2 separate regions of the Zea mays genome follow, and region 1 is linked to region 2. The links are chromatin contacts, called in public Hi-C maps. All regions are on one chromosome and are shown on one strand. The core of a region is the stretch at or near the end of the contact, and the rest is flanking DNA. Distances in the headings are between cores, read along the strand shown. Region 1 holds the start of LOC100303991 (wound responsive protein). Region 2 holds the start of LOC100193705 (Alanine aminotransferase 2 mitochondrial).

Region 1 (4,826 bases), core at 1,935-4,434, 190 kb after region 2:
TGAAGACCCTTGCACAATTTTTACTACACAAGGGCACTGATGTAGCGTGCCACTAGTAGATCCTTTCTCACATGACACCGTGCTCAGATTGCGACATGACGCATCACCAAGGTGGTGCCAACCCAATCCTTACCCATTTAACACTATACCCAGGTTTTGATATGACACGTCGCTAACAGGGTTACACCCCAATGGATTTATTTCATGTTCGTGTCTAGAAGGTCAATCATGGAAGCCATTTTTTTAACAAGACAAGTGATGGAGCAGTATAGAGAGTAGAAGAAGGACCTATACACGGTTTCCTTAACTTGAAGAAGGCTTATGTCAATATACTAAGTAATGTTATATGGTGGGCTTTGAAAAACATAAAGTTCCAACGAATTACGTTGGACTCATTAATGACATGTATAACGATATTGTGACTAGTGTTCGAACAAGTGATATGGACATAGAAACCTTCAATACTAATAACAAGAATCAATTTACTAAAAAAATAGCATGTAGCAAGGACATATACAGAAAATACCTTGCAACGAACAGCAATGTTTATGGCATCTGAAGGCCGAAGATCGAAGGTGATGTTGTCTGTAGGATCATTGACCTGCAGTGCAGGAGGTTTCTACTTTAGAATATTATTAAGGTTAATGGTGCACCCACTAAAAATGCATTAATTTGCTCTTACTTATTAGACAGGTAGATTTGTACCTTTGTTAAATAAAGTTCAGCACAGTAGGCTTCTTGAATTCTTTTGTTTACCCTAACAAGTTTTACCTGAACCCAAAACCACCATCATGATAGAAGGGGCAATAAGATGAATTAACTTCTCCTTGACCAAGTAAGCATATCTGCTACAAATGCTTACAAGTAAAAAGATTACCTCATAACCCATTTTATCAATCATTTCCTTGACAACTTGATATATGGTCGGTCGTGCCTATAACAGAAAGGTGTTATATAGACTACATCAAGCAGAACAGATAGTATGAAACAATAGAATTGATGATAATAGAAGGAATTACAATGTGGACATTACGAATAGCTGCCATCAGAAGAACGCTTGGCATCTCCACTGAGAAAATTGAGAGGGTAGACATGCATTAATGTCAATAAAAAATTCCTACTTCTGAATTCACCGAATCAAACTAAAAGATTACGTACAAACAATGATCGGGAGTAAAGTTCCGCTTCCATCTTCAATCCTCAAAACAATAGCAGGTTGTGGTGTATTCTCTGGAATATTTCTCCCTTGAAAATTACTATGGACACAACGCAAGTTCTTTCCATCTCGCATCTTTATCACATATCCTTCTGATCCACTTCTCACCTCAACTGGAAAAGAACACAAAACCAGATTTTACCTTAGGAATAGGTACTGGAGACACACCAAAGTACTACCAGTAGCTAATTTGTAAATTGACTATTAAATATTCAAATTGCTTTCCATTCCATCAACATAATTTAATTTGTGTTGAGTTCAAACATGATTTCGATTCAAATCGTCAACTTGCAACTTGCATATAATAATGTATGGTACCAATGATGATATAATATGCACAATAGTTTGCAACATAGGCACAATATCAGTACAGTTACAAGATAAATTACAAGTTGCAATGGAATGCATTCAGATTTTTCATTCAGACAGTAAGATGCTTGAGACAAATGAGCGGAACATGGAATGTCAAGCAACTAATCACGTAGCAAAATTAAGTCTAAGGTAGCAAATAAATAAAGCCTAAGTAAAACTTGAATGTTGTGTGGCATTCTCCATATAAAAGCAGACCATCTTGTGTGAAGAATTACCTGCTTCTAGCACAGTAGAATTAACATAGTCTTCATCACTCTCGCTAGAGTTTCCAGCCATGTATCCATTACCATCAGAAGACGAGCTGAAGCTACAGCATGGACCTATGTTCTTCGTAGATGTTTGAGAGATGGGAGAAATGAATCTTGAAATGTTTCTGTATTTTGAAATGGCACCAAACAATGCAGTCCCAAGCTGCCCGGATTTGGTCAGGGAGTTGTTGATCAGCGCAGCAGCAGGCAGTTTCGCTTGCATTGCAGGACGGCAGAAAACAGGTCCCTCCATCGCCATCAATCTGCCTCCATGAAAAAATGGAACAAATAAATAAATATCCGTGTCCAGATAATGTTGTGCAGGAATAACCAAGTGGCCTCTAGAAGCAGAAAAGTCAGAAAATGATTCTTGGCCTGCGCCTATGCTACAACTATCAGTTTTATTTTTTCAAAAACAACTATCAGTTTTCAATTTCATGACACTGACGTATCAACCTACAATTTGGATTCAAAAATAAGCTGGATTGCAGTCTTGATCGACAAGTGCTGGACCTTATTTTATATCTCAGCCCCAAACCGTAGCGTCAGATGCCTAAACACTGCCGAATCAAGCACCTAAACCTGACAGCTTCACATATCATTTATTGTTCCCATATACTAATGATCCCTTAATTCGCAGACTATTTCCCATGTTCATCAGCGCCGATGTAAATAAAAATGAACACACGTAACTGAGCATTCGATTGCACTGAACGCCCAGGAGAACACATCCCAAAGATCGCCTCACACCATCCTCATGATGACAGTTATCCAGCCATCCAGGAAGGAATCAACGGAAGGACAGGTGCAGGTGCAAGAATCATGTCCCATACCCCCCTCAGCGCACAGTCCCCAAACAAAACGAGCAGAAACCAAGAGACCAAGCAAGAATCCAAATCGAAGCTCCCATCGAACAATAAACACTCACCCGAAGGAAACTAAATCTCGTTACACGAAGAGGAGCAAGCCGTCGCTGCTCCAATTAACGGGGGGAGAAAACGAGAAGAAACAAAAGAGTCCACGAAATGGTAAAAGAATCCCAAGAGAGTGAATGGAAGCCACAAGAATCGGATCGCAGACCGCATCAAGAACAAGCCTGATTTGGAAAAGGCACGAGGAGAGGTCGTCTTTACGAGCAATGGTCGCCGCTCCTTGGAGCCGAAGAAGCAGAGCACGAGCGCAAATTGAGAGGAGGGGAGAAGAGCGACCGTAGTGGAGTATTAATTGTTGATTTGTTGGAGAAAGAAATAGAAAAGGAGGTGGGGCTGCTTACCTTTCGCTTTATCCGGAAGAGAGAAGAATCGCAAAGCGGTGGGCGAACGACGGCGAGCATCGGTCTCCCAGTAAAAATTACACTTTTGTCCTCCTAATTTATTGACTACTCGAACGTCTTAAAACAGACTTTAGTATCTTTATCTTTATCTTTACAAATAATTAAGTACTCATTGTAGGCGTCTACATCCGCGGTGTTCTGCCTCCAGAAATCTCGGTCGCGATAGCGCCTCTCCATCCCGCCGTCGTCTGCCATTTCTACCATTCCCGTCTATTCCCATCGTGGAAACCGCTCGCCCTCTCCACGCGACATCCAAACGCGCCCGCCCCCTCCCCACCCCACACCAGGCGCCCGCCTCCTCTGCGTCGCATCCGCCGCGAGCTCAAGGCGGGACAGCCTCCACGGCGGCGGGGTCACGCTGAACAGGGAGTCGCTGCAGGGCCGGCGCCTGCACGCCATCTCCGTGTATGTGAGCGGGATGCTGACCGTGCGCGAGACGCTGCTGTTCGCCGCCGAGTTCCGCCTGCCCTGCGCGCTTTCCTCAGAGCGGAAGTGCGCGTGTGTCGACCAGCTCGGCCTCTTCTACGTTGCCGACACCATCAACGGCTGGCGGCGGCGGTGTTTCTATCGCAGCCATGCGCCGTCGACGTCGTCTACGGGGAGGTGTGGGCAGGACGGCTGGCACTGCCGGTGGTGGACGGGAAAGAGCTGTTTGCACGCGGGCTGCTGGGTGTCGAGCTCGGCCCCGATGACGTTCCGCCGTTTGCAGCAAAGCCAGACTGGTGCCCTGTGTTCCTTCGGGTGTGGGGGACAGATATCCTCCGGGTCTACTGAAAGGATAAAAGACCTCACGAAAGGCCCAAGGACCCAATAAATCGTAAGGTCATCCCTTCGTGAACCTGGGGAGGAACGACCAGTGAAGCAGGTTGACGCAAGGCCGGATCGGTGCGAGCCCAGACGGCCCGATGACTTCGAGCAAGTAATCACAACAGTGACCCGACCTTCCCGCGCTGGAACCCCGTATAACGGAACCAAGCGAGGATGGGTCGGCGGAACTATAGGAAGATAGATTCGATTGGTTCACTATCATTTAGGCGCATGCTGTTATCATATCCGCATGTAATGCCCCGCGGTCGAATATATAAGGCCTAGGGGGCACCCCTTCAGATCGATCGATCTCACTACCCAGCCATCTACCCCAACTCTCTACGTTCCTCGCACTAGAGAGTTTCCTTGTAATCCGCCACATAAAACATTCCCGCCAGGACGTAGGGTGTTACGCATCTCTAAGCGGCCCGAACCTGTACACCATTGTTCACAGTTTCTCGTGCGCCCTGCACGAACCATCGAGCTACAGTCGGTAACACCGTCCTACTCCTAAAAAACACCTTGAGGGGCAACCCCGGGTGTGCGGTCGGACCCAAAACACCGACAGCTGGCGCGCCAGGTAGGGGGTGTGTCGCCGATCTAAGCTAGCTTAATGGCCGTCACCTTCCAGCACAAGATCATCCTCCGCCCCGGATCCGTGTTCTGCTTCGGAACTATCTCATCTGTAGAGGATGAGGAAGGAACTCTACATCTCATCGCAGATCCGCCAAGGAGGAAGTCTCCTCCAACAACCTTCGAAAATATCGGGGTGAAGCAGGGAAAAGTGCAACCTCCAGCGCTCCAAAAAAAGATCGCCTTCAGCAAGCCAGGAGCCGAGGGCCCGCTGGCC
Region 2 (5,066 bases), core at 1,856-4,355:
TAAGTGAGATTTATGCGCTGAGATAAAAAAAACTCATTGTGGGGTAAGACAACTCTCAGCTATTATATTAAAAAGATGAGATTTTTTAACCTCAATTTGAAATTCGTTTCCTACAAGTTAAATTCTACCCAAACCATATAACCAACTCATATAACCTTTAGCTACGTTAAGATAAAGGAGAGAAGAGTTGACGCACAAAGCTCCAAGACAAGCAGTTCATTGTTTTATTAGCCATGGTTTAACGTGATGCTCTACGTGTCCACAGCAAGAGGAAAATGCTCAATGGCCACCTCACTCTCTTTGGACCTTTTTTATTGTTTCCACGTCATAGGTGACAAAAGCAATTTACAAACTTTGTGATGGAGAATGAATGTGAAGGCTGCATCCCTTTCCTCAAGATATCTCGCTGAGTCACCCGCCACAACTTCTAAACTGAAAAAAAAATCCATTATATATAGATCCACCACAGCTAGAATTTACTCAATTTGTGTTTGGACTGGTTTGTTTAATTTATTGCTTCTAGCGCAATGGAGAGGGCTATCACTTTTGGTATCAGGGACTTAATTTGATTCAGGAGAAAGAATACTACAAAAAAACTATCTTTGGCCGTCGGAAATTTTCTGTTTTACTGTAGTGAATGTAGTGAAGGTGCAGGTGCTATGTGCAAGTGTAGCATATGTAGAATTGAAACAGGATAGCTAGGACAATGACATAAATTAAAGAGATGATTAGTTAGTTGATGCAAGTTTGGTGATTTTGTTCTACTTGATGAATATCTAGAGTTTCTCTTTTGTTAAACTGAAATCCATCTCTTTTCACTAATTTTATATAGATAATGAATTTTAAAAACCATAGAGGATTTCTTTTAAAAAATTAAGCTAAAAGTAGGTCCTATAGAGAGTCTAACTCAACAACGGACACCTAACCAAACCAACTAGAAGTTCTTTCGTTTATATACTACTTTTAACCAGTTGCAAGCAGTTCAATCTATTCTATGGGCGTCGTGCTTTCCTTTAACAACTCAAAAAGGCATATATAATTATGAATAGGGGATATTTTTTCAGCTGCCAGGGCCAACTTGAGTCTGAGTCTGATTGGATATGGACAAATTCATCAAGCTTTCATGTGGATCTAGAGTGCTTTTGCCAGCAAAACGTAGATTTTCTTGCTTCAAACATGTTCAGCACAAGATATTTACACAGAAGAGAAATAACATGCAGTTAGAACCGTATAACTATTATGTCCTCTGCCAAAGTTGTTGGAATTCGGTCCATATAACTTTAGAAGAAGATTAACATGTTTGGTTGCATGTCTAAGTTGCCAAAAACTACAACACAATTTTTGTCACACTTATCTAAGGTTAGATGTTTAAATTATGTGCCACATTATAGCATGCCTAAGTGAATTTTATCACACTTTTATTAGTCATTAACGAGTGAGACCTACATAGCAGGAGAAAAATCATGTCATAATTGTGGCTACAAACTAAACACATACCTAACTCAGTAAAACATGTCTAACCTTAGTCATGACAAACTGTGGAAAATAAGGCAGCGAACCGAATAGGCCCTAACTTCCATAGATACTTTTTCAAGCTATCAGAAACCAGTCTTGCCCAAAGTTCTTTCTGGTGGTGGCAATCTCAATTACTTGGGTCATTCGAAATGCAAAAACTGATCTAATCACTACTACTTTAGAGCACTAGTTTTGTACGTCGTGCGTCATATGCAAAACACATGCAAAACACGTAAGTCTATTCATTTCCCCCGATTATTGCCTACTAATGGATCGTTACATCACAAATTAGCCATGAGAAACTATCCAAGCTTAACATGACAGAAAGTCACTCGCAGCGCAGCGCTTCCATATAGTACCACCTCGTTAGCTAAAAGAGAACGAACGATCAAATGAGCTATAAGAAAAGGGTCAGGCTCGTTTTCAACTCATATCTTTCTTGACATTTTGGAGAAAATAAAGTGTAATATTTGTTTTTATCAGTTTAATATTTAATATGTGAACCATATGTGTACTTTAATATTAAAATATTTTTATTTATATCAAATATGACTGTGTGCCATCGTTACCGACAAAAATGTACTATTCAACAATGTTGAACCTCACTTCCATTCTTTGGAAGAAACTTACGGAAAAAAGATAAAACTGATCACCTCCAGGGCAAACGCTAAACATTCAACTCTCTTTGATTTATGGATCCAGAATCTGCTGTTGCCTTCTTCTGTACTTTTACTTTCTTCATTTCATTTTTTGTCTCTTGAAGTTTTGTTGTTAAACTTTTAATTTTCACTCATCTTTTGGTTTTTAATAAATTTCTACATGGGCTTCGCCTTCTCCAATTTCGTTAAAGAATGTATTATATAGTTGATAGTTCCATATATCTTTCGTAGGATCAAATAGTCTTTCATTAGCTCTAGTCAACGGAGCCAACATTTTATTAGAAATGACATTGATAGATAAACTTTTTAAATGTTTTACTCCTTGTGTCCTAATTTATTATTTATTATAATTTTTTATAAGTCTGACCAGCTCGTTTCATTCAAAATTCTTAAGAAAAAAAGAAAAAATTAAAGCCATACTTAATGTGTATTACATGATAAACAATATCACAGTAAAAATTAATAATAATTATATTTTTTAATTAGACAAGTTAATCAAAATTACGATAAAATTTTTAAATGAATTATAAATTGGAACGAAAGAGGGAAACAACAAGGGAAACATCCCGCATCACATCGCAGATAAGAAATAAAAAAACTCGCATAGCTTGAATCGGCACAGAAAGAGAAGCCAAGTTATTCATAGTAGTTGCATGTACGAGAGAAGGAACATAAAAGTGCCAAAATTGCATGATGCAATCTAGGCAAGCTCATCTACAGCATTGATCTGAGACTTTTTTATTGTAATAAATACCAAAGAGTGACTTTGTTTGTTTTATTTTAATTAACGCAAAACCGCGGCTGTGGCCACCGGCCCTCCGTTCTCCTTCCACTCGCTTTCTGGCGTGCGCCTCTTGTTTGTCTGCTTCCGTCGTTCCCTCCCCCTGTACGCCCGTGGCCGCCTTTTATAAGCACCAGCCATCTGGCCTTTTTTTTCGACAACGCCAAACATCTGGTTTCGCTGCCCCGATTCGCCACGAAGCCGCACTGTGAGAGAGGGACGCGGCCCGTTGTCCTCGGCTTGTACGCAATCCTTCCGTCGCTGCGAAGCTGATCCCTCGTGTTCGCCATGGCCCCCAGCGTCGCCGTGGAAAACCTCAACCCCAAGGTGACAGCACCGCCCGTTTTCCTCGCCCTGTCTACCTGTCTGTCCATTGAAGGTTCCGTTTTGATGGATTCTTCGGTGGGAAGTTTGGGCTTTGACGAGACAGAAAGAAGCACTGTGGATGTGCTGCGTTCTGCATATCCCTGATTCATCTGAGCCGCGGCTTTGATTCTCGTTTGCTTGAGAAATTTGGGGTGAAAAGATTATCCTTGATTCGCTGCAGTGGTACATGCGTGCTTAGTTCTTGTTCTGATGATCCGGTTTTGATTCATACTTTGAAATCAAATGAGATTTTTTTAGGATATTTGTAAAATAACTGCACCGGCGCAAAGTTCCAACAGTAAGATGTTGGGAACAAGTGTAGTTCCTTTTACCGGGATCACTAGTTGCTATCGCTCTCTCTCAACCCAGAGTTAGATCTCAGTGCGACTCGAGCTGCTGGAGTGCCTTTTCTTTTTGTTTTGTTTTGTTGTGATCGAATAGTTTAATGTCATCTATGTCAGTATCCTTTTTCTCCCCTTTGACTTCAAAAGGGGATACGGCGGTTTGTTTGAACTGCTGCCCCATTCTGGTGCAAAATGATGATAGGTTGATGCTGTACTATTTATGCGAGATCTGAGGTACTACAACGTTGGCAAGCTGTACTTTGTTACTAAACCTATTGAATGTCGTGTGATCTTGATCTCCACCTGTTTCATAGACAATAGCTTTCGTGCTTTGCTTGTCTAGGTAAGGCGAGTGTGGCTTCTCATGCCTAGCTAATACACTGACAACTATTACAGGTCTTGAAATGTGAGTATGCAGTCCGTGGCGAGATTGTCATCCATGCTCAGGTATCTTGACTACTGATGTTCAACAAGGCTTGCAGTCTAGTACTTCAGTATGTTATATATCACTCTGTTCATGTTCCCATATAATCGGTTAATCACCTCACCACAAGGCAATAACGTTAAATCATATAAGTTTTGTTAGGCTGTTGTGATAATAGTACTTGTTACACTGTTGTGGTAATAGTATTGCTTTTGATACTCAGCTTGTTCGCTGCGGCTTGCTGCGGCTGCAATCCGGCTGCGGCTGCGGCTTCTACAGTATTTTTCTCTCTATGGATTGCAGCTGCAGCAGTCCAAACAGCTGCAACAGTGTCGGCTTGTAGCCAGCCGAACACGCCCACTGCTATCTGATTTAACTGAATCAACAAAGAACAGCATAGTGCAATACCTGGAGTCACAAACATGTATTTGTGTTATAGAGCTTACTTTATAGTTTTGGAATTCTAGTTTGGTTCAGGAAGGGAATTAAGCATATAGTCTCCTTGATTGCCAATTAACATATTATTAATATTTTAATTTGCAATTGTTCCCTGATGAAATCTATCCTAATTATTGAAGGTTAATAATCTTGTTCACCATATTTAATATGGCTCACTGTGAATATTTTTTAGAATCTTGAGCGCTCCATGCCACTAGCAGGTCTGCTATTATTAAGGAACTGCTTCAAAATTGATTTAATATAGCCCCACTGTTTTTTTCTGTTAACAGCGCTTGCAGCAACAACTACAAACACAACCAGGGTCTCTTCCTTTTGATGAGGTACCTAACTGTTGATTCGAAAATTTCATTGAAAGTACTTTTATCTTTCATCATTTTTCGAAAACTATATAGCTCAGTCCAATTATATTTTTACCCTTGCAGATCCTGTTCTGCAACATTGGGAATCCTCAATCCCTTGGTCAGCAACCTGTGACGTTCTTCAGGGAGGTATGCAACTTTACCTGCAGATTCCACCTT

What was found. Hi-C and Micro-C count contacts between places; a contact is called where the count stands out from the background.
Region 1: a contact with region 2 is called in a Hi-C map of leaf, with 5 times the contacts expected there. The contact joins the promoter of LOC100303991 here to the promoter of LOC100193705 in region 2. A contact is called at or near these places in 3 of 25 Hi-C or Micro-C datasets (bundle sheath, endosperm and leaf).

The regions. Positions count from the first base shown.
Region 1 is chr1:145,426,292-145,431,117 of Zm-B73-REFERENCE-NAM-5.0, forward strand. It overlaps LOC100303991 (wound responsive protein), which reads right to left and starts at 3,185. Exons shown (of 11, transcript NM_001414262.1): 1 at 3,110-3,185; 2 at 1,804-2,099; 3 at 1,159-1,329; 4 at 1,020-1,069; 5 at 878-934; 6 at 706-771; 7 at 527-601. The coding sequence starts at 2,095. It also overlaps the pseudogene LOC103644943.
Region 2 is chr1:145,241,099-145,246,164 of Zm-B73-REFERENCE-NAM-5.0, forward strand. LOC100193705 (Alanine aminotransferase 2 mitochondrial) reads left to right here and starts at 3,106. Exons shown (of 15, transcript NM_001327768.1): 1 at 3,106-3,282; 2 at 4,062-4,112; 3 at 4,818-4,868; 4 at 4,971-5,036. The coding sequence starts at 3,244.